Linked DNA regions of Mus musculus: all the other regions are linked to region 6. Evidence: chromatin contacts called from public Hi-C, HiChIP or PLAC-seq and promoter capture Hi-C data. All regions are on one chromosome and are shown on one strand. The core of a region is the stretch at or near the end of the contact, and the rest is flanking DNA. Distances in the headings are between cores, read along the strand shown. Region 1 holds the start of Ifi27l2a (interferon, alpha-inducible protein 27 like 2A). Region 2 holds the start of Bcl11b (B cell leukemia/lymphoma 11B). Region 3 holds the start of Ddx24 (DEAD box helicase 24). Region 4 holds the start of Ppp4r4 (protein phosphatase 4, regulatory subunit 4). Region 5 overlaps Setd3 (SET domain containing 3). Region 6 holds the start of Atg2b (autophagy related 2B).

What was found. Promoter capture Hi-C pulls out the DNA fragments that hold promoters and counts their contacts. A called contact is a pair of places that touch in the nucleus more often than the background predicts. HiChIP or PLAC-seq counts read pairs in DNA pulled down with a chosen protein or histone mark.
Region 1: a Hi-C map of B cells shows a contact between it and region 6, with 5 read pairs. The contact joins the promoter of Ifi27l2a here to the promoter of Atg2b in region 6. A contact is called at or near these places in 1 of 39 promoter capture datasets (pre-B cells) and 1 of 484 Hi-C or Micro-C datasets (B cells).
Region 2: a contact with region 6 is called in a promoter capture Hi-C map of hippocampal neurons, with 9 times the contacts expected there. The contact joins the promoter of Bcl11b here to the promoter of Atg2b in region 6. A contact is called at or near these places in 1 of 39 promoter capture datasets (hippocampal neurons) and 6 of 115 datasets of contacts at active chromatin or transcription factors (astrocytes, embryonic forebrain, embryonic hindbrain and 3 more).
Region 3: a contact with region 6 is called in a Hi-C map of B cells, with 6 read pairs. The contact joins the promoter of Ddx24 here to the promoter of Atg2b in region 6. A contact is called at or near these places in 2 of 39 promoter capture datasets (the C10 cell line and pre-B cells) and 1 of 484 Hi-C or Micro-C datasets (B cells).
Region 4: a contact with region 6 is called in a promoter capture Hi-C map of pre-B cells, with 2.3 times the contacts expected there. The contact joins the promoter of Ppp4r4 here to the promoter of Atg2b in region 6.
Region 5: a contact with region 6 is called in an H3K4me3 HiChIP or PLAC-seq map of forebrain, with 8 times the contacts expected there. The contact joins the enhancer-like site here to the promoter of Atg2b in region 6. A contact is called at or near these places in 4 of 39 promoter capture datasets (the 3T3-L1 cell line, cranial neural crest, frontonasal cranial neural crest and 1 more) and 4 of 115 datasets of contacts at active chromatin or transcription factors (double positive thymocytes, embryonic forebrain, forebrain and 1 more).

Annotation. Positions count from the first base shown.
Region 1 is chr12:103,441,937-103,445,083 of GRCm38.p6, reverse strand. Ifi27l2a (interferon, alpha-inducible protein 27 like 2A) reads left to right here and starts at 1,404. Exons shown (of 4, transcript NM_029803.3): 1 at 1,404-1,457; 2 at 1,573-1,602; 3 at 2,091-2,252; 4 at 2,701-2,918. The coding sequence starts at 1,451. The coding sequence ends at 2,774.
Region 2 is chr12:108,001,671-108,005,079 of GRCm38.p6, reverse strand. It overlaps Bcl11b (B cell leukemia/lymphoma 11B), which reads left to right and starts at 1,666. Exons shown (of 4, transcript NM_001079883.1): 1 at 1,666-1,994. The coding sequence starts at 1,937.
Region 3 is chr12:103,423,695-103,427,124 of GRCm38.p6, reverse strand. Ddx24 (DEAD box helicase 24) reads left to right here and starts at 1,278. Exons shown (of 9, transcript NM_020494.4): 1 at 1,278-1,346; 2 at 2,528-3,253. The coding sequence starts at 2,533.
Region 4 is chr12:103,531,224-103,534,356 of GRCm38.p6, reverse strand. It overlaps Ppp4r4 (protein phosphatase 4, regulatory subunit 4), which reads right to left and starts at 1,792. Exons shown (of 25, transcript NM_028980.3): 1 at 1,615-1,792; 2 at 213-286. The coding sequence starts at 1,737.
Region 5 is chr12:108,117,864-108,121,211 of GRCm38.p6, reverse strand. Setd3 (SET domain containing 3) reads left to right here. Exons shown (of 13, transcript NM_028262.3): 7 at 2,048-2,106; 8 at 2,856-2,970. Among named protein-coding and RNA genes, the nearest start is that of Setd3, 60 kb to the left of the region's middle. Within about 2 kb of position 1,846, at least 26 of the 459 cell types and tissues checked have an H3K27ac peak or open chromatin away from gene starts, as enhancers often do. A contact at or near this core is called in forebrain, where this site is marked.
Region 6 is chr12:105,683,776-105,686,757 of GRCm38.p6, reverse strand. It overlaps Atg2b (autophagy related 2B), which reads left to right and starts at 1,517. Exons shown (of 42, transcript NM_029654.4): 1 at 1,517-2,089. The coding sequence starts at 1,928. Gskip (GSK3B interacting protein) reads right to left here and starts at 1,406. Exons shown (of 3, transcript NM_178613.3): 1 at 1,300-1,406. The coding sequence starts at 1,313.

The DNA.
Region 1 (3,147 bases), core at 155-2,654, 2.2 Mb after region 6:
TACATATATATGCATATGTATGTATGTATACATCTATGCATATGTATATATATGCATATGTGTGTATATGTGTGTGTGTGTGTGTGTGTGTGTGTGACCCCGACTTAGAGTGTTTCTCCCTGGAAGGTAAGGCCCATGGACGTTCCCCCAAGCTTGTTTTCCCTGATCTCTAAAAATACAGCCAGAAAGAAGCTCTTTGTTCTCTATAGCCAGCCAAAAGCCTTTTTGTTTCTGTGCCTTACAGCCAGAGATGCAATAATTGTAGGAAGATCTACAAGGACATGGAGATAGACACCTGAGAGGAGGCTGCAGCTCACTGCCTTCCCCCCCCCCCCCCACCAGAAAGGAGCTGTAGCCAACTCTCCTCCCAGCTCTCCTCCCAACTCTCCTCCTCCCAATTCCTTCCTGATAGACACCTGAGAGGAGGCTGCAGCTCACTGCCTCCCCCCCCTTCCCCCCCCCCCCCCCCCCCCGCCAGAAAGGAGCTGTAGCCAACTCTCCTCCCAACTCTCCTCCTCCCAATTCCTTCCTGATAGACACCTGAGAGGAGGCTGCAGCTCACGCCCCCACCCCCCCTCGCCAGAAAGGAGCTGTAGCCAACTCTCCTCCCAACTCTCCTCCCAACTCCTTCCAACTCCTCCCATTTCCTCAGCTAGCTGTTAAAAGCCCCCTCCTGTCAGTGCTCAGGGTCGAACTCCCCTGCGCTGCATGGCAGAGGGACTTCATCCTCAGCTAGCTGATAAAACCTCTTGCAGTTTGCATCAGGTGTGGGTCACTGGGGTGCTGTCCAGCTCATCCCGGGGACTCGAGTGCAGGCCCAGCTTCAGGGGTCTTACATATACATATATATTTGGATTTTTATGTATGAATATACCTTGATTTATGACTGTCTTCATTCTGCTATAAGAAAAACCTTATCAAAATTTTTACTGTGTGGGTACATGACCTTTTGGGTAACCTAAGCTAGTCAGCCAGCCATAGCTCCAAAATGATCTCTCAACCTCTGTCAGGTGAAATGGTGATTTTTGGGCCCACATTATTCTTCCTGAGTTTGTTTATTCTGTAGGTGTTTCTTATTTTTTTTTAGTTTCCATTTCATAGCAAACACAGGTTTTGTCTTTGTAGTCTTCTTGCTCATCCTAGTACTCTCTCTCTCTCTCTCTCTCTCTCTGTGTGTGTGTGTGTGTGTGTGTGTGTGTGTGTGTGTGAAGGAGAGAGAGAGAGAGAGAGAAAGAGAGACAGAGTTCAGGAAAGATGTAAGCAGGTGGGTGGAGGACTGGTTTCAAACCCTCCCCCAGATTGTTTTCAAACTTCCCCTTTAGCTTTCAAACCTCTCAAAGGGGCGGACCCTGTCCCTATTGGTTCCCAGTACAAGCCTCTTCTTCTCTCCCCAGATATAAGCCACTCCCTAAGTTCTTCCTATGCTCTGCTGCTACCAGGAGGACTCAACATGTTGGGTGAGTAGCCCCCCTGCCCCGAGTGAGCTGGGAACGGGGATGCCTGAGCAAAGCCACCAAGAAATCCCTGCCATCAACAAACTCTAACCTTCTCTATCCATCCATCTCTCTATAGGAACACTGTTTGGCTCTGCCATAGGAGGAGGTTTGTCTCTGCTCCTGAGGGTGAGGTGGTGGGGTACCATTTGTGCTTTAGATGGGTACCATTCCTGCTGCCTGCTACTGCTGGATTCTGGAGCTGCCTGGGTGCAGAGCAGGGCCCTGGGCTGTGCTAAATCTACTCTAGGAATGAGCTTAAGATTTCTGCCCAGCTGCCCCTCCAGGCCTCATATATGATGAGCAGCAAGTAGATGAATGTGGAGAAGACAGGGAGCGGCAGCTGCTGAACACTGCAGGGTTGTATTTAACCCTCACAACCCCAGGCCCAGTGAAGGATGATTCTTCTCAAGCCTGGGAACACCACGGCTCTGTCACATCCTCCACTGACCCCTTTGCCTCCACCTTGCTCCCCTTCTTCTTTACTTTGGGATCCCCTTCCATGCTCCTCAGAATAGAAAGTCCCCAGAAACAGTCAGGGAATTGTTGGGTGGGTCATTTCCCTGAGCCTACCTCACCCAGCTCCTCTCCCTACAGCTCTGGCTGTGGCAGGGGCACCTGTGGCCCTGGCTGCCATGGGCTTCACTGGGACAGGCATTGCAGCTGCCTCCATAGCAGCCAAGATGATGTCTGCTGCAGCAATTGCCAATGGAGGTGGAGTTGCAGCAGGAAGCCTGGTAGCCACACTCCAATCAGCAGGTAAGTGTCAGGCCAGGCAAGATGACCAGAGTCCAAGACAAGGATGGTGACACCTTTCCTCTCCCTCCAGCCCCACCTTCTTAAGTGACCTGTGTCTTCTAGTTCTGTCCCTACTTTTTGATTTATTCTGAGTTAGGTGGGGGTGTGTGGGCTTTGGGTGAAAGGTGCTGAATGGCTAAAGTAGGGAGGAGTCTGAGGCATGCTACTTGTGCTCTGAATCTTCCCTGAGTGTTTTTTTCTACAATGAGTACCCCTCTGTCCTGCTATAGAGAGAGCATCTCTGTGGATAGCTCTCTGTCCTATATTCCACTTGGCCCGCATCTGTCTTCTCCTTCTGGTTCATTTTAAATAGCTCTGGCTGAAGCAAAGCCCTAAGGTTCCCATAGAAATTGGGTGGGCATCTCTGAGCATCAGGTCACTGCCTGTCACTGCACTGTCTCCTTCCCAGGGGTCCTTGGACTCTCCACATCAACAAATGCCATCCTAGGGGCTGCTGGGGCAGCTGTTGGAGCCTTGCTCTGAGCTTAGGAGATGACACTTCTATCAGCTCAACTCAAAGCCTGTACAGACTACGCAGGAGATGAAGTTCCAAAAGGCACCTTCAGAACCCTCACTGATGTCAAAGAATGATGAAAACAACAAAGTATATGGGCTGGTGTTCCTAACTTTGCTGTGGTGGCTCTTTGATTGGGGTTCTGGGCTGGGAGTTTTTCAAGGTTTGAGACTTTCCCAGTCAGCCTCAGCCTGGAGATCAGAGGGAGGTAACAGGTTGGCCAGCACACAGTCAGTAGGCAGAGGGCTGTAGGTGGACCCTGCCTTAATGGAAATAATCTGTGTGGTATGAGGGCTTTGGTGGGGGATTGTGGACCTCACTTTATCACTTATTCAAGGTAGG
Region 2 (3,409 bases), core at 417-2,916, 2.3 Mb before region 6:
CCGGCTGGAGATCAAACGGTTGAAAAGGCGGCTCTGTCCTTCCTGGTCGGACAAGCAATTTCAAGTCCGATCCCGGGCGATGGAGGAGGGGGACGACTTCCAGGTTGCAGAGATTTCACGGAGGGAATTGGGGGGGGGGTCGCCGCTACGAGGCACCCTCCTTTCCCAGCGCTGACCACGCCCACTTCTGGGTCTGTGAGTCCCAGACTTCTCCCACGTGGAGTGCCCCCCAACCCGTCCCTCTAGCGCGTGCTTCCCAAGGAGACTAGGGTGTGGGGGCGGGGCAGTGCTTGACCCCTAGGAGTTAATGGGGCCCAGAAGGGCGAAGAACCCTTCTGGAATGGGATTCAAACAAAATGTGCCCCCCCCCACTGTGCCCCTCAGTATCATTAATTTTGTTGTTTGAGACGACCAACCCCCAACGGTTTATATGGAGACACTTTTTTGGAAGTTTCTACAAAATGCTCCCCTCTCCAAATAAGTAAAACCAACTGTAACTACTTTTCTAGAGAGTGAAGGAAAACAATTTTATCTGTCGCCTCAGTCTCCCCCAGCCCGTGGTTTCCAGCCCTCTTTCTCGAGTGGGTGGGTTTGGACTTGCTTGGACTCAGTGTACCTCAGTTACTCACACAGCACTCCGCCCCCTTTCTCAGGGAGTCCGGCTCCCGGGGGAGGAAGAGTGAGTGGGGACAAGATTTTATTTTATTTATCCCCCCCCACCCTCTTTTGCGCTACCGGTGCTCGGTGATAAGACCAGCTTACAAAAACAGTAGTTTGCACGTGTGGCCGGCCGGCCTGGGTTGCGGGTGTGCGCACTGGCGAGTGTGTGTGAGTGCGCGCGCGCGTGTCTCGGTGTGTGCTTTCTTGTTCTCTTACAGGGTACAATGTTAAAAAGCCACCGCTAGTCGCCCCCAGTGCTCCGACTCTCTGGGTCTTTTTGTCTCTAGAGCAGATTAAACGTCACGTCCGCACTTGAACTTGAATTTTATCCCATTGTACAGAGGCAGCCCCAGCCACAGAGAGACCGAGAGCTCCCGGAGAACCCGGACTCCGCCATCTTCACGTTGCAATCTATAGCTCCCGTCCACGCCCGCACCGACCCGGGCGCACTGGGCGAGCCGCCCCGCAGCCCCGCTCCCCCTGGGCCCGCGGCGCCGGGCAGCGCTGGGGAGCGCACGCGGGGACCCGCAGCCCCTCCGGCCGGCGCCAGCCTGCCAGGTGACCCGGGAAGGAGCCGCTCCCGGAGTCCCCCAGAGCCTCGGAGGGGTCAGCCTCCGAGAAAGAAAAAAAGCAGGCAGCGCGCAGAAAACCCAGAAAGAGCCGAACCAAGGCAGCTTTTCATTGCTTTTGGGTTTTTGAGGGGGCGGGGTGAGGGGGTACGAGACAAGTCCCCAAGTTTTCTTTGCCTTTTTTTTTTTTTTGGCTTTTTTGAAATTTGTTTGCATTTTTTCCTCCCCCCTCCCCTTGGGTGGAAGTGCGCGTTCCACCTACCAGACCCCGAAAGAAAAGTGTCAGAGGCCGGTGCAAAACCCGGCGTAACTTCAAGAAGACATTTACAAGTCTAAGAGGCCAAGCACTTTGAAGAAGTGTGAGAGATATTTTTCCTCCAAAAGAATATATTTTTAAAGAAACCGGCCAGCCAGCGGCGAGCAACAGCAGTTTTATAATTTATTTTAGCCTTTTCTCTATTTTAGAGCAAGCCATCTTCCTGGCTTTTTCTTCTTTCTTTTTGCAAAAACAAAAACAAAAACACAGCCCAGAAGAAAGAGCAAAATAAAGACGAAGAAGAAGAAGAGGAGGAGGAAGAGGAAGAGAGGAAGGGCAGAGGCACCAACCCGGGCGGAGGAGGAGGCGCGGCGGCGGCGGCGGCTCAGACCCCCTCCCCGGCCCGCATCTGTGCAGCTTTCCGGGCGATGCCAGAATAGATGCCGGGGCAATGTCCCGCCGCAAACAGGGCAACCCGCAGCACTTGTCCCAGAGGGAACTCATCACGCGTAAGTGTCTGCCGCACGCGCGAAGGGCCGGCGGCTGGGGCTCCGGGCGCCCGGGGCTGGGGACACCAACCCGGGAGCAGCGGCCGAGCGTGGGGTTCTGGGAAAGTTTCTCTGCAGCCGGGGGCAGCCGCCGCGGGCTCCGGGCCGGGGAGGGGGCGCGCGGGCTTGCAGGCGGCTGTGCGCGCCGAGCCCGGCCGGACGCTCGGCCCTCCAAGCGGCGTGTGTGGCGGCGGCGGCGCTGGTGGCGGGGTTTGGAGAGGAGGGGGAGGGGGCCGAGGAGTGGAGGGGGAGGGGGAGCCGGGAAAAGTTGGCGAGCGCGTGGGTCCGCGCTCGGAGGAGCGGGCGGACGGAGCCCCGAGAGCGCCCTGGACCCAGGGACCCGCAGGGGAAAGGGATGGCCGCGGGCTTCGGGTTCCCGGTCGCTGCGCCCCGCCAGGCTGGGCGCCGACCGCGCCGCTGCTAGGATTCCGAAGCCGCCGTCCCCTCCCCTCCTCTCGCTATTTGCAAAAGAATCCAGCTGCGCAGCTGTTTGCTGTGCTGGAGCACCCCCTCCTCATTTCCCCACCTCCGTCTCCTGGGACGGTCTTGTCTTCTTTCCCCCCCCAACTCAAAAAAAAAAAAAAGGTGTGGGGGGGAGGTTTTGGGTTGGTGAAAAAAAAATCCCCGCCACGAGTTAACAAAAAAGTCATGAGTGGGGAAAAAAAAGGGATGCTCTTATAACAGTAAAAATGAAGAGAAAGAAAAAGGAAGGGGAGAAAATACCTATCATCCTCTTATCCATCTTTCTATCTCTGTATCTTTCATCTTCCCATCTAAATAAACAAGGCAGGTCGCGGTGCAAATCCGCCGGATTTCAAGCAAGTGGAGGGGCTTGCAAAGTCAGGCAGCAGGGCAGACTCTCAGCAGCTTCCACCGCCCCAGCTGGGTTCATTTAGAAAAGAAAACGCCAGCGCGAGCCGCGCAGGTACACAGTTCTCCCAGAGCCAGCCGGGTACCCGCGCTGCCACCGGCGAGGTCGGCTTGCAGAGCTCTGGGAAGCCCCGGCCGCAGCCTGCGCGAGTCTCTCCCCCGCGGGTTTTTTTTTTTTTTTTGGTCGCGGTTGCTTTTTATTTATTAAATTTTTTATTGCAATAGAAATAAAATTTCCTCTGGGTGCCATCGAGACCTCAGGCAGGTTGTAATCTTGCAATCCTTCGCTCACCTCGCTGCGTTGGGGCCGGGCTCCCGGCTCTGGAGCTGGAGAAGCCTGTGAATGACGGCCGCCGCTGAGGACTGGCTGCCCTGCAGTCGAGAGCCGAATATTTATGTTATATTTTAAAGAATTTAAATAAATAAATAAATATATAAAGGGGCTCTCCCCTCCCCTCCAACCCAGCACAGGAGCCATCTGCTCGAAGCTATTGCTGTTCCCTCTC
Region 3 (3,430 bases), core at 29-2,528, 2.3 Mb after region 6:
ACTGTGGCTGTCTTCAGACATGCCAGAAGCAGGCGTCAGATCTCATTACCAGTGTTTGTGGGCCACCATGTGGCTGCTTGAATTTGAACTCAGGACCTTAGGATGAGCAGTCAGTGCGCTACCTGCTGAGCCATCTCACCAGCCCCTCCTTTATTCTTTTTAACAAGATATCTCTTTTACGTTTTTAGGTGTATGTCTGTGCACCACGTGTTTGCAGCACCCACTGAGGCCAGAAGGGGGCATCAGATCCTCTGGTCAGGAATTATGGATGGTTGTGAGTTGCTATATGGGTGCTGGGAACTGAACACAGATCCCTCGGAAGAGCAGTCTGTGCTTGTAACCACTGAGCCAACTCTCCAGCCCGCCTTTTTTCCCCTCTCTATTCAGGGTGGTGTGCGGAAGCATTTTTGTTTTCATAAAAATTTCATGCATCTCTTTTTGCTCTTGTCTATCCTTTTGGCGTCTTGGTGAAAGTCCCTTGCCAATGACAACACTCTGTTATCTAATTCAGTGTTAGGTGTGTATCTCATAATGCTGACACGGAAAAAAAAAAACTGATCTAAGTTAAGATATAAAAGAATACATTTTCAGGTCTTCGGAGATGGCTCAGTGGGAAGCGTGCTTCCATATGCATGGAAGACTAGTTTATTTATTTTTTTAATTTATATGAGTACATTGCAGCTGTCTTCAGACACACTAGAAGAATACATTGGATCCTATTATAGATGGTTGTGAGCCACCATGTGGTTGCTGGGAATTGAACTCAGGACCTCTGGAAGAGCAGTCAGTGCTCTTAACCTCTGAGCCATCTATACAGCCTCTAAGACTAGTTTAAATCTCCAGCACAAACATCAAAAAACAATCAAACTAAACAGGCAAATGTATCGTGACCAGCTCTGTGCAGTAGGAAAGGCACTACGAACTGGAGAACATGGCTCTTTCAACCCAGGGTTAGGTGGTTTATAAATTAGGTAAGGAAATGTTTTAAGGCTCCAGGTAGTCAGTTACTCATGCATGTGGGACAGCTACTGCACACAAACCAGACAGCGATTACCCGGGCGCTTGCGCTCCCTAGCGTCCAGGAAGGAGCTCCGAAACATTGCCTAAACCATAAACAGGAAGCGTAACCTAGGCCACACAGGGCCCGCCCCCCAGCTCAGTCCTCCGAGTTCCAGCCAAAGTCCTGAGAGAGTGCCAATCAGATAGACGCTTCCGCACAGAGGCGGAACTTCCTTCCTTAGCGCGCACGCGTGCCCGGAGCTCCGCCCCGGAACTGCAGTACTGAAGCTGCTGCAGTTCCGGGTCGGGTTGGCGCAAACGGCCCGGCGTGTGAGGTGACTGCGGCGGTGAGTGCTCTTTGTGGGTTCGGAGCGGAGCAGGCCCTGGCCGGCTGCGGAGGGGCTCCCCGGTGTCTTCGAAGCATCGTGGCTCACCGGTGTCCCCACAACCTTGGTTGCCGGTGGCTCATGCTTTGCTGTGGGCATCAAGGCCCGGCAACCTCCCTTGAAGCCCTCGTGGGACTCTGGCAGAAGGCACAGGTCACTCCCCCGCGCCCTATTTCTAGTGACGTTCCCTTCACCTTGTCAAGGTGGGGCCGAGGTGCGGCGGGGGTCGGGGGGTCGCCGTGCGTCCCATGCCATCCTCACAGACGCCATGTTAAGCGGTTTTTGACGTGCGTCACTATTTCGTATTCAGATGAGGACCCAGTGCGATAAATATCTCATTATCCTCAATTTGTAGATAAGGAGACTGAGGCACAGAGATGTGCAGCAAACACCGAGCAGGATCCAGATTTGAATCGAGTTTTGCCTTACTCTCTCCACAATGTCCCTTTTCATTTAGAGAGGACCCATGTAGCGCCACTTCCACACAGATGAGTCGTGCATACTCAGACTTTAAAGACAGGGTCTTGTGTAGCCAAGGCTGGCTTTGAGCTCCTGATCTTCCATCTCCATTCCTGAGGGCAGGATACCGGCTATGTACGGTTTTACGCAGTGCTAGGGGGGGTGGAACCTAGGACTTGACGTGTTTCAACCTATCTGGCCAAGGCCAAGATGATGGAAATGGCACTTGTCTTGTTCTACCAGGGAAAAAAGCACGCCGTATCTCAGATTCTTACTCCGTGTTCAAAATGGCTTATCAAGCCTCTTTTGATACTTATTTTGTGTACAGTGTAAAATTAGTTATTATTAGATATTATCACACCCTTCTCATTTAGAAAGATTGTAACACTAAATTCTGAGAGGAGGTGGGTGGGTGGGGGTTGCATACAAAGTAAGTGTTGGAGCTAGGATCCTAACCAGAGATAGCTCATGTGTCCTTTACTGCCTGTGTCCCCTCTGCTCCAAGCCAAACTACCTATTCTGTGGGTGTGTTTCATTTTCTGGATTTGAGCATCTCCTCTATGTAAGTTAAGCCATCTCTGTGTCCTTGGCTGTTTGCAGGGTCTAGTACGTTTTAGGAAAGCGTGTGTTGCCCTAGAGCCTGTACCCCACAGTCACTAACCCAGAAGAACATTTCTTTTCAGCAACCATGAAGGTGAAGGAGACAAACTCAAAGCCAAAGTTGGCAAGCCGTGGCACGTTCCAGAGGAAGGGCATCAAGATTGTGGGGAAATGGAAGCAAGTGACGATCGACCCGAATCTGTTTGCAGATGGACAGATGGATGACCTGGTGTGCTTTGAAGAGCTGACAGATTACCGTTTAGTCAAGAATCCCTCCCGTTTGTTCTCAAGTGAGGAGACAAAGAAGAGAAAGGCCCAGGCTGTTTCAGAAGAGGAAGAAGAGGAGGAAGGACAGTCCAGCTCCCCAAAGAAAAAGATCAAGTTGAAGAAGCAGAGAGATGCGGCACGAGCTGCCGAAGGCGCTGCTGCCCAGAATGAGTATGAAGTCAAAGCGTCCGAGCCAGAGGCTCAGGGAGAAGTCACTGCTTGTTCTGATCAAAAGGTCGGAGGAGCCAAATCAGAAAGCCTGGCCCAGGCTGCTCCAAGAAAGAAGAAAAACAAAGGGAAAAAAAAATTGGATACTTTTCAGAGCACTTCCCCCAAATTGCCCAAAAAATCGAAGAAGACATGGATGGCTGAGGTGCACGACCAGAAGGCAGATGTGTCTGCCTGGAGGGACCTGTTTGTGCCCAAGGCTGTTCTGCGCGCTCTCAGCTTCTTAGGCTTCTCTGCACCTACCCCAATCCAGGCTCTGACTTTGGCCCCTGCCATCCGTGACAAACTGGACATCCTTGGAGCTGCTGAGACAGGTAAGGGCTGTTCTGTCTGTCCCAGGTATGAGAGTTTCTGGATTCAGTCCTTGGTTGTCCATAGGCTGAGAAACTGGGAGAGGGGATTGTTGGGAATGTGACCACAAAAGCCATGTGTTGCAAACATCCAGCTCTGGGCTGAAATCTGCCCCACTTGACTCTGGTACCCTCTTTCTA
Region 4 (3,133 bases), core at 543-3,042, 2.2 Mb after region 6:
ATTAGATATGTTATTTGATTCCAGTTCTCAGATCCATAAGCCCAAACCTAACATAATTCATAACATAATTGTGATGCATGCAAAAAAGTACCCTGTTCAAGGGGAACAGTCCGTCTGAACACCCTCAGCAACTGAGACATGACATTTCAGAAACAGCTCATGTTTGCCCAACAGGCAAAGGGCAGCAATTTGCAAGAAAGAGTGAGACCTACCTGAGCAGATAAACAGCCCTGTCAATATCACTGAGATCTTCATCAACAGTCAGTCTTTCTATTTCTTCTGGTGTCTGTCAAGGATAAAATGCAAATTAGGCACACAAACATTTGGTCACTGTTGGCTCCCAAAGACCCTTGAAGACCCTATTGGTAAAAATTCACAATTATAGCAATGACAACTAATCTGGAATCTGAGGATTGTTCTACACCATATTAAACACAGATCTCCAGTTGAGTGCTGAGAGGGGGGACTATCTGTACTCTTCTGCCTTATAGACTGTAGGACCTCAATGGAATCAACTTCATTACACATACATACCACATGTGAACATATTTACCTATATATTCACATATTTTTTTGTCTTCAACGCAGTACCCCAAGCCGCTACAACATTTTCCACACTGGGAAATGCTTTAAAGGGGAGTTGAATAAAACAGAAAGGACAAGCTTTGTAGCTCCTGTTGGGAACCGAATGAACTCAGACGGAAAGAAAATCAAAGGCTCTAGAAAGGTAATGAAGAACTGGCAAGAAGGGTAGGGAAGGGGCCCATAAACTAGGTTTGTCATCTGTGAGGATGAGGGTTGAAACCCCACAAGGCTGGAAAGATGACTCTGCGGGGTTGGGGAGCGAGGTAGGGGGGGAAACAGAAGGTTGACTCCCCTCAAGGGGGCTGGGGAGCAGGGTCCCGCCTACAGTCCTGGAGGACCTGGGAGGAAAAGGATGCATGGTGACTCAGGATGGGAGGCAAGGGTTGAGGAGAAGCTTTCAAACCCTAAACTAGGGCGACTCTGGGAAGGGTGCCTCTCCTTGGAAGGTGAAGGAGGCCATGCTGCACGGGGAGACCCAAGCTTGATCTTATGCAGAGGTGGGGGTAGGACCGTGAAAGGATGGGACCTGAGACGTCCGGGCGAGAGATGGAACTAGGGCTGTGTGAAACCCAGGATGGGCCAGCGACCAGAACCTGGGACAGCACCACGGGCTGAGGAGCTGGCTGCGGAGGCTGGCCCCGAGAACAGCGGCTTGGCCGTTCCTGGGGGAGGCCGGAGCCGGGTGGGGCGCAGGGCTGGCCGCAGTCGGGGGACCAAGTCGGGGGGGCCCGGCTGATTCCAGTTAGTCAGGGGCAGGTTGATTTCAGTTCGGAGACTGGGCTGGCCGTAGTCAAGGGACCCAGCCGGCTCCAGTCAGAGGAAGGGACTAGCCTCAGTCAGGAGGCAGGGCTAGCTCTAGCCAGGGTAAGGGACTGGTTCCAGTCAGGGGTCAGGGACAGGCCGACCCTTGGCTGCGGCAGGGAATGAAGCTCTGAAGCGGCTGCGGTGACAGGGCGACTGGCGCTGGAGCGCCGAGGGGCAGTCGGACGGCGGGCAGCCCTGAGGGGAGCGTCTCTCGGTCCCGCGCACCTTGAGGCTCCGGCGGACCGGCCTCTCGATGATGGTGAGCTCCTGCAGGTCCTCCATGTAGCCAAACAGGCTGTTCTGCCCGAAATCCATCGCGACGCCGGCGTCGGGCGGCGGCGGATGCATGGACCGCCGAGGGGCTCCCTCGCCGGCCCGCCCGAGCGGCCCCGGGATGCCGGACGCGCGCAGCCCCGCGCCGCCCACCAGAAGGACTCTCTGGTCCCGCTCTCGGCCGCGGGGAAGCAGAGCAAGAGGCCGCAGGCGACGAGAACACGAGCGCGGCGGGAGCCGGAGAGCAGCGCACCGAGGGGGCGGGGCGGGTGGAGGGGGCGGGGCGGGTGGAGGGGGCGGGACCAGAACAGGGAGCCGCCTCAGCGGCCGCCTCGGCCCCGCCCCCGCCCGGGGTCTGCGCGCGAGGTAGGACGCAACTGCCGCGCAACGACGCTCCCTGGTCCGGCTCCCTGGGCCCCCGCCCCACCCTTATGGGGCGAGCCCCGCCCCTCGGCGCGTGCGCAGAGCTCTCCGCGTCCCCAGGCGGCCAGGAGGCGGGCCGGGGGCGGGAAATGGGCGCGGGCAGGCTGAGCCAATGAGAGTGAAGCGGGGGAAGTGTGCAGTGTGCTGGGCTCCTCTGCACCTGTGAGAGTGACTTTCTGGTTATTTGGTGGCTGCTCTGCTGGCCTGCTTCTGGTGTAGACAAGCCCCTGCTAACTCAACTCCCGGCCTAGGGACCCTCGAGTGGCCAAATCAAGCTGGTTTAGTGCCTAGTGTGTGCCTGAGGATAGGAGACAGGTATATGCGAATACAGTTCTGCAGTCCTGACGTTGGAAGAAGGAAAATGTCCCAAAATGCCTTCTTTAAAAAAAAAAAAAAAAAAAAAAAAGACCTATACTGAATCCTGAAAAATCAATAAGGATTTACTAAGAGAGGTTACAGCCAGCCCTTTCGGATAAAACTTGGGCCATGATGAGTGCAGCTCTTCTTAGAGAACTGGGAGGTAGTGCTTAGCACAGTGGGTAGAAAGAGATGTGTAAGACCTCGGTGGAGCACTACCTTGCTCTTGCTCTAGGGGAGCACATTGATTCAACTCGCTTACATTTGGTTCTAGTCAAAATAAGACAGGGAAGGGTTGGAGAGATGACCCAGTTGTTAAAAACACTGGCTCCTCTTCCAGAAGACACAGTTTCTATACCTAGCGCTACTGTAGGGACTAGTAAACCCCTGAAAGTCCAATTCCAGGGCCCTCTTTTGACCGCCTGACAATACGCAGACGTGCACAGCCATTTACATAGGTAAAAGTGCCACACCTGACACTCAGTTCCATCCATTGGACACAGTGAAAGAAGGGACTGAGTCTTACAAGTTGTCCAATGACCTCCACACTCACTCCATCTTACAGGCATGCACACACACACACCACACACATGATGTCTCAAAGAGTAAGAACACTTGCTGGGCAGTTCTAAAGAAATGAATTCAGATCCTAGCACCCACATTTAATAATAATAATTTTTAAAAAGCCAGC
Region 5 (3,348 bases), core at 597-3,096, 2.4 Mb before region 6:
ACATTGGTTTAGCCTTCCATCTTCTTAGTCCTGGAGTGGCCATACATGTTCTTGAGGAATCCAAGATAAAGAAACTCAACTGTTGGAAGAATGTTTAAGTGCTTTTCAAAACTGAAAACTGTCAATTTTTTCCCTTATTTAATATCAGCCTTTTGTGGGGAGGGTGTTAAAATTTTATTATTTCTGAGATTTCACATAGGTATTTACCAACTTTCAAAAGGCCATAGTAAATTCCATAGTTTAAGAGAATTAAAACATTTTTTAAAAATAAAATTTTTGCATCTTTTAGACTTTGGAAAGAGAATTTGGGTGTGCAAAGTTTTCAATCATAAGATAAAATGAGATTTCACTTTATTACAAATGAAAGGAAAATTGGTCAATAGAATCCGTTCTCCTTACTATTTTGCAGTTTGTCTCTTCTTACCAGGTTAGTTTTGAGAAGAGGAAAGGGCCTTATGGTGATTAGTATGTTTAAAGGGAAATCTGGACTCTGTCTTGGCTAAATGTGATAAGTAAGAGGAAGGCATACCTCGAATCCTCAGAGCACAGGCTCCAGGGCAGGCCGGTGGGGCGGGGCTGACCTCCCCTAGCATACCATTTCCTGAACCAGACTGGAAGTGCCCTGTCATGTTCTGTACGTCCCCTTAAAGTCTCTTATTTAATTGCACATTGCTAGTACAATATTCATTTTATCGCATTGTGATTTATTTATGTTGAGGCAGGTACTAGCTAGGTAGCACAGGCAGGTCTCACATTTCTGATCCTCCCATCTTAGCCTTTCAAGTGCTGGTGTTTACAGGTATGTACAGATACACCTGGCCCAACATGCATCTTAAAGATTATGTAAATACAGTTTTACATTTTGACTTTTCTTCCAAAGGCTTAAAATGAGGCTATAAAGAGAGGAGAAGCAGGCACCTGGGAGCTAACACCCAGTTAGCCCCTTTTGTAATATATAATTTGTCTAAGATTATGCACCAAGGACAAGCTTTTGTTTTTCTGAGTGATTTACGGTTTGAGCCACTTCTGCCTCATTCCCTACTGCCCTGCGCACAGTACCAGCCAGCACAGTACAGGGAGCGGTGATGAATTGCAGTGCACTTGCCGTGCCGTACCTGGAGTTAAAACTGCTGCGTGGAGCCACACTAGCAGGCACACGATCAGCTTCCGCAGATCTGGTCTCCAGCTCAGAAACAACCGTTTGTTAATCTGATCACTTAACTGCAATCTGTCTCAGACTGTAACTGAAACTTAAGGTTAAAATCACACTGTTACAGCTTTAATTCCTTAATTGAGACAGAGTTTTAAGTGCTTACAGGTCTAAGGGGTAGGGCATTATAAAAAGGGAATGTGAAGCTATAAAATTTTCTTCCATGTGTAAAGTTTTGGATATTTTATCAAATGTTCTTTTGTTTAGAGAAAAAAGTAATTTAATGATTGTCTGTGTTATCTTTATCTTACTTGTATAATTTACTTCATTCTCTCACAAGACTTGACTTTGCTTGATTTCCTGTGTTTGATCCACATTTACTGTGTAAATAATTCATTTGCACCTAAGTCGATTGTCATCAAGTGTTATTAGAGAATGTGAGAGTATTTCCAACGTACTAGAGGGTTTGTAAGTGTTGCTTCTTGTGACATACAAAGAGAATAAAATCTAGCAGAGCATGAGACCCCGGGAGAGGCAAGCCTCCCTATTGGCTTTGCAGGCTCCATGTTCCCTCAGAGCTCGTACTCGTAGCAGAGGGTGTGCCTGCCTTTGTGCAGCAGTCCACCTTACACTGTCTTGTGTGGTGTCTGTGGGTTCCGGATGGAAGTGTGAAGGAGCAGATTTATGGCGGCCGCTGGGCACAACAAATTAAGTTGACAGTGATGTATGAGGGCACAATAGCACACTGATCCCTCAGTTGCGCGGCTGGACGCCTCCTGCTTCATTTGGCTCTTGTTAGGATCTGTTAGCAGCTAAATAATGAAATTCTGTTGACTGATTTCTGTTTTCTCCCTTTTTTCCCCCCCACCTCTGCTTCCTAAAACCGTTGATTCCCAGACCCATCCTCATGCCAACAAACTGCCCTTGAAGGAGTCTTTCACTTACGAGGACTACAGGTTTGTGAGGGCGCTGTGTTGCGGGTGGTTTCTGAGGATCTGGAAGTGAGGGCAGCTCGGCAGCAAGTGGCCTGCTGCGACCACTTACAGTGTTGAAATAGGGCGGTCTCAAAAGCCAGGGTGAGCGGCTTCGATAAGCACTGGCGTTTTGACAGCTGCCAAGAAACCGCTGTGAACCTGTAATGCCAGTAGCTTGCCTGAGGTAGCCAAGGGGCGTTTGGGCTTAACATTAGTGTTAAGTGTTGCTAAAGGACTTTTTCTCTTTTAAGTAGATTAACATTAGTGTGAAGCAGGGATTCTTTGGAACATAGAGCTAACGGACTGTGCTATGTAATAAAAGTGCCGTGTTCCATGCCTCGTCCACACCGTGGAGGGGTCTGTTAGAGAGGAGAAGCAGCACCCACTGGTCGGTCAGTGAGGCTCAGAGCCCTGCCTACCGCTGAAGTCAGCGTTTGGGTGAGGGGGAGCTGGCTTTGGAGAGAGCAGTTTCATCACCACGTAGGTTGAGACCCCTGCTTCTCCTAGTTCCTTTGCATACTCGGTGGGCTGTGTGCAGGCTTCCTTTCCTGCCATTCTGCCCCCTCCTCCTCTCAATTCTGCCTTTAGTTCTAAATGGTACAAAAAAGCCTGAAAACTGGCAGCCACTCACAACCTCAATTTCCTAATTGAGTGTGTTCTTGTGGGGGTGGCTTTTCCACAAATTTACTCTTAATTTGTTTATTTTATTTTATTTTATTTTTTTGTAACAGGTGGGCCGTCTCATCAGTTATGACACGGCAAAACCAAATTCCTACAGAGGATGGTTCCCGGGTGACCTTGGCTCTGATTCCTTTATGGGACATGTGCAATCATACCAATGGCCTGGTAAAGATCTCTTCCTGGGGTTGAGGCTGGGGGCTGCTGAGCTTCTGAGTGCATATTCTCCTTGGCTCCTTATTCCCCTGCCAGCTCTCTCCAGGACAAGCAGAAGCAACCCTTGCTCTTCCCTGCCTGCCTCTAATAGAAGCTGGGTGTCTCTTCATACTGAAGACTGAAAACTCCAATCTTAGAGCACTGTGAGAGACTGCGGCGACTGCGTTTGTATGGTCTGAGCCCCAGCCCCAGCTCTCACAGTCATTTCTTGTCTCACTGGACCACAGGCTCAATGGGCCACTTTGCTTTTTATTCTCTTACAAGTAGGAATTTATTGAAGAAAACCTTTCATCTTTCTGTCTCTCTCTATGGCTCTTTCTTTCTGTTCTC
Region 6 (2,982 bases), core at 268-2,767:
ACCCAACCGGTTCTAGTCTTCAGGGCTTTCCTCCAGGCCAAACCACAGAATTTGGATTACTGCTCTGTCCTTCAGCACTGCCCTGGCTGTTTTCACCTTTGGTCTTCTAAGCCCAACATTCCACTATTAGCAACACTGTAGTTAGCAGTCTTAGGCCAGATTATGTAGCATTTCTTTTTATTTCACCCAGAGCAAAAGTTCCATCATTCCTTGCGATGGCTACACTCCTTCCTGTCTTCCCTCCTCAAATTCCTGGTACTTACCAAGCATTACGCATGTGGTAAGCCTTGCAGGTGGTGTTCTTATCTGAAAAATAACTCAGACGTTCATGTATCTTTCTACCTCCAAGTCTCCAACTAAAATATCATCTTTTAAAAATAAGAGGCCCTTTCTTACAAAGCACATAAAGACTCCGAATGGTGTGTGGTGGTGCAAGCCTGACATTTCAGCATTTGGGAGACCCTAATTTCTAGGGCAGTCTGGGCCACATAAGTTCAAAGTCAACCTCAACTACCTACCCAGTGAGAGACTGTCTCAAAACCCAATCCAACTAAACCAAAAGAACCCATTTTGAGGATGCCCCATTCACGGGCCAGAATTCCTTAATTCGGTCTCCTCAATCCAGGACTCGGTTTAGGTTCCTTCCCGGCACACGTCATTTCATTTGCCTCAATTTTCGAGTTTATGATATTAATCTGCTCACACCTGGCTGAGGTGGCAATGTAGGCTCAGAGAGGGTAGCATAGGTTCAAGGTGGCCCAGTGTCAAGTGTCAGGAATCTAACCCAGGACAGCAGACTTCCGGGCCTTTAGGGGCTGCCCTCCTAAGGAGCCAGCTGCGCCTCTTCACAGACTGTCTCCCTAAAAGATAAAAATCGGGCTGCGCAGAGCCTGCGGAGAGCACAAAGTCTTCCAGGAGGCAGCAGCCCCTCAGCGGGTCGGGAAGCGCCAGGATTTAACAGAGGAAACCGTACTGCCCGCAATCGCCCCGATCCCAAGTTTCCTGGTCGTCGGCGTGGCGCTCTGCAAACGGCAAACTACTAGATGCTTTGCAAACAAAGCCGGCAAGGGGGTGGGGGGGGGGGCAACCTGATGACAATAGGCATCGGTCAGAACCCGGACAGAAACGCCGGGTCTCCAGTCCTCGCCCTGCATCCCCGCATCACTTCCCGCAGGACAGCCCAGGCCGGACCCGCCCCCAGACCTCCGTCAGCCCTAGTCCGGGCGTCCGCCGGCGCCCACCACCCGGCCGCGACTGCAAGGTGAGGCTCCACGGGCCGCAGCCAGCCCGCCCACTCACCTGCGAGCGCCCATGTTCTTATCCTTCCTCGTCCGGAGACTGCTGGGGCCAGGATCGCGGCGCCGGCACCACCCCCGCCCCCGCAGTTGCCCCGCCCATTCACCACCGGAAATGCTCCGGCCCGGACTCTTTTTTTCCTGCCTTTCCAGCCCCGCAATATGGCGTCACTTCCGCTTGTGCCCGTTGCTCGAGTACGTGCCGGGAGTCTGGGTCTCGCGAACGCGCCAGGAGCGTGTCTCAGGCGGGAGCGCGCCCAGTAGATGACAACAAATTAGTCGCGCCGCGTCGGAGTCTTGTCTCGCCTCAGCCGCCAGCCCTCTCTGTCTGTCCCTCTGTCTCCCTACCGACGGAGCGCTTCGGAAGCTCCCGGCTTGGGGCGCCCGGTTCTGCTCAGCGCCCAGTCCCCGCCGGGCCTAGTGCGAGCGTCGCGACGCGGGCCATGGGGTTGCCCTGAGGGACGGCGGCGCCGAACCGACATGCAGCGGCCACCGCGAACCTAGATCCCCACCGCGGCTTGGGGACGCCGCCGGGCCGACCCTGAGGCGCTGCCGCTGCCTGGAGCCCAGGTCGGATCCCCCGAGTCGCCGCCGCGTGCAGCCCCGGCTCCCTCGAGCCGCCAGCCCTCACCATGCCTTGGCCATTTTCAGAATCCATCAAGAAGAGGGCCTGTCGCTACCTCCTACAGAGGTACCTGGGCCACTTCCTGCAGGAGAAGCTGAGCCTGGAGCAGCTGAGCCTGGATCTGTACCAGGGCACCGGGTCCCTTGCCCAGGTCCCCTTGGACAAATGGGTAAGCTGCTGTCAGCCAGCAGGGGTAGGAACTGGCTCTCCCCAGGGCGAGACCTGAGCGACTGTCATCCAGCATCGGGCACGTTCGGTTCTCCTTTGGGAATTGTTTAGATTCAAGTGTGGCCCGGCTCAGGGAAGTGTGTAAAGTGTAGCAAGTTTGCGCTCCTAGATCACGTGCTCCGGCTTAAACGGTGTAATGGAGGCACACACGGGGCGAAACAATCGAGTCATTGGTTGGGGGGGGGGGGGGGCGCTTGTGAGGCAGGCCCAGGAAAGTACGTGGCCACCCTTGCCTCTTGGGCTGCGAGTGTCTGCGGTGTTCCTAGGCAAACAAACCCTATTTCTGTGGATGACGTTAAGAAAAATTAAAGATGAAGAGGAGGTGACAGAAATCCCCAGTTATTTATTTTGGTCTGGATGCTGGTATATTTGCGTTTGCTGGGTTGGTTGTCTTCATTCACTGAAAGAAAGTTAGGCGAAGGCCCCTCTTGCCAGTTTGCCTGCTCTGCTTGCGTGAGGTTGTGAATGGCCCCAGTAGTGCTGTTTAGATTTGCCCTTTTGCTTCACGTGATAGATCGACAGGTCGTAAACGCAAATGTTGCAAAAGCTCGGGAGCCGAAGCCGCAGCGTCAGCCTTTTTTTAAAGAACCTGTTTCCTCCTAGAGGCTGTGAGTTGACTTCACCTGAACTTTGAGTATATTCAGTTCGCCAGAAGCAGTTGTATTTGCATCAGTGGGCTAAAATGCCTACTATTTTACTTAAGGCCTTGGGTTTGTCGAGTCTACTCTTTTTTCGAAAAGCTTAAATTATGGAAATTCCTTGACAACTTGTATTAAGAGGTATGACACAAGGTAATTGTAACGAAACTAGGTGACTTAAACCAGAGAGCACACA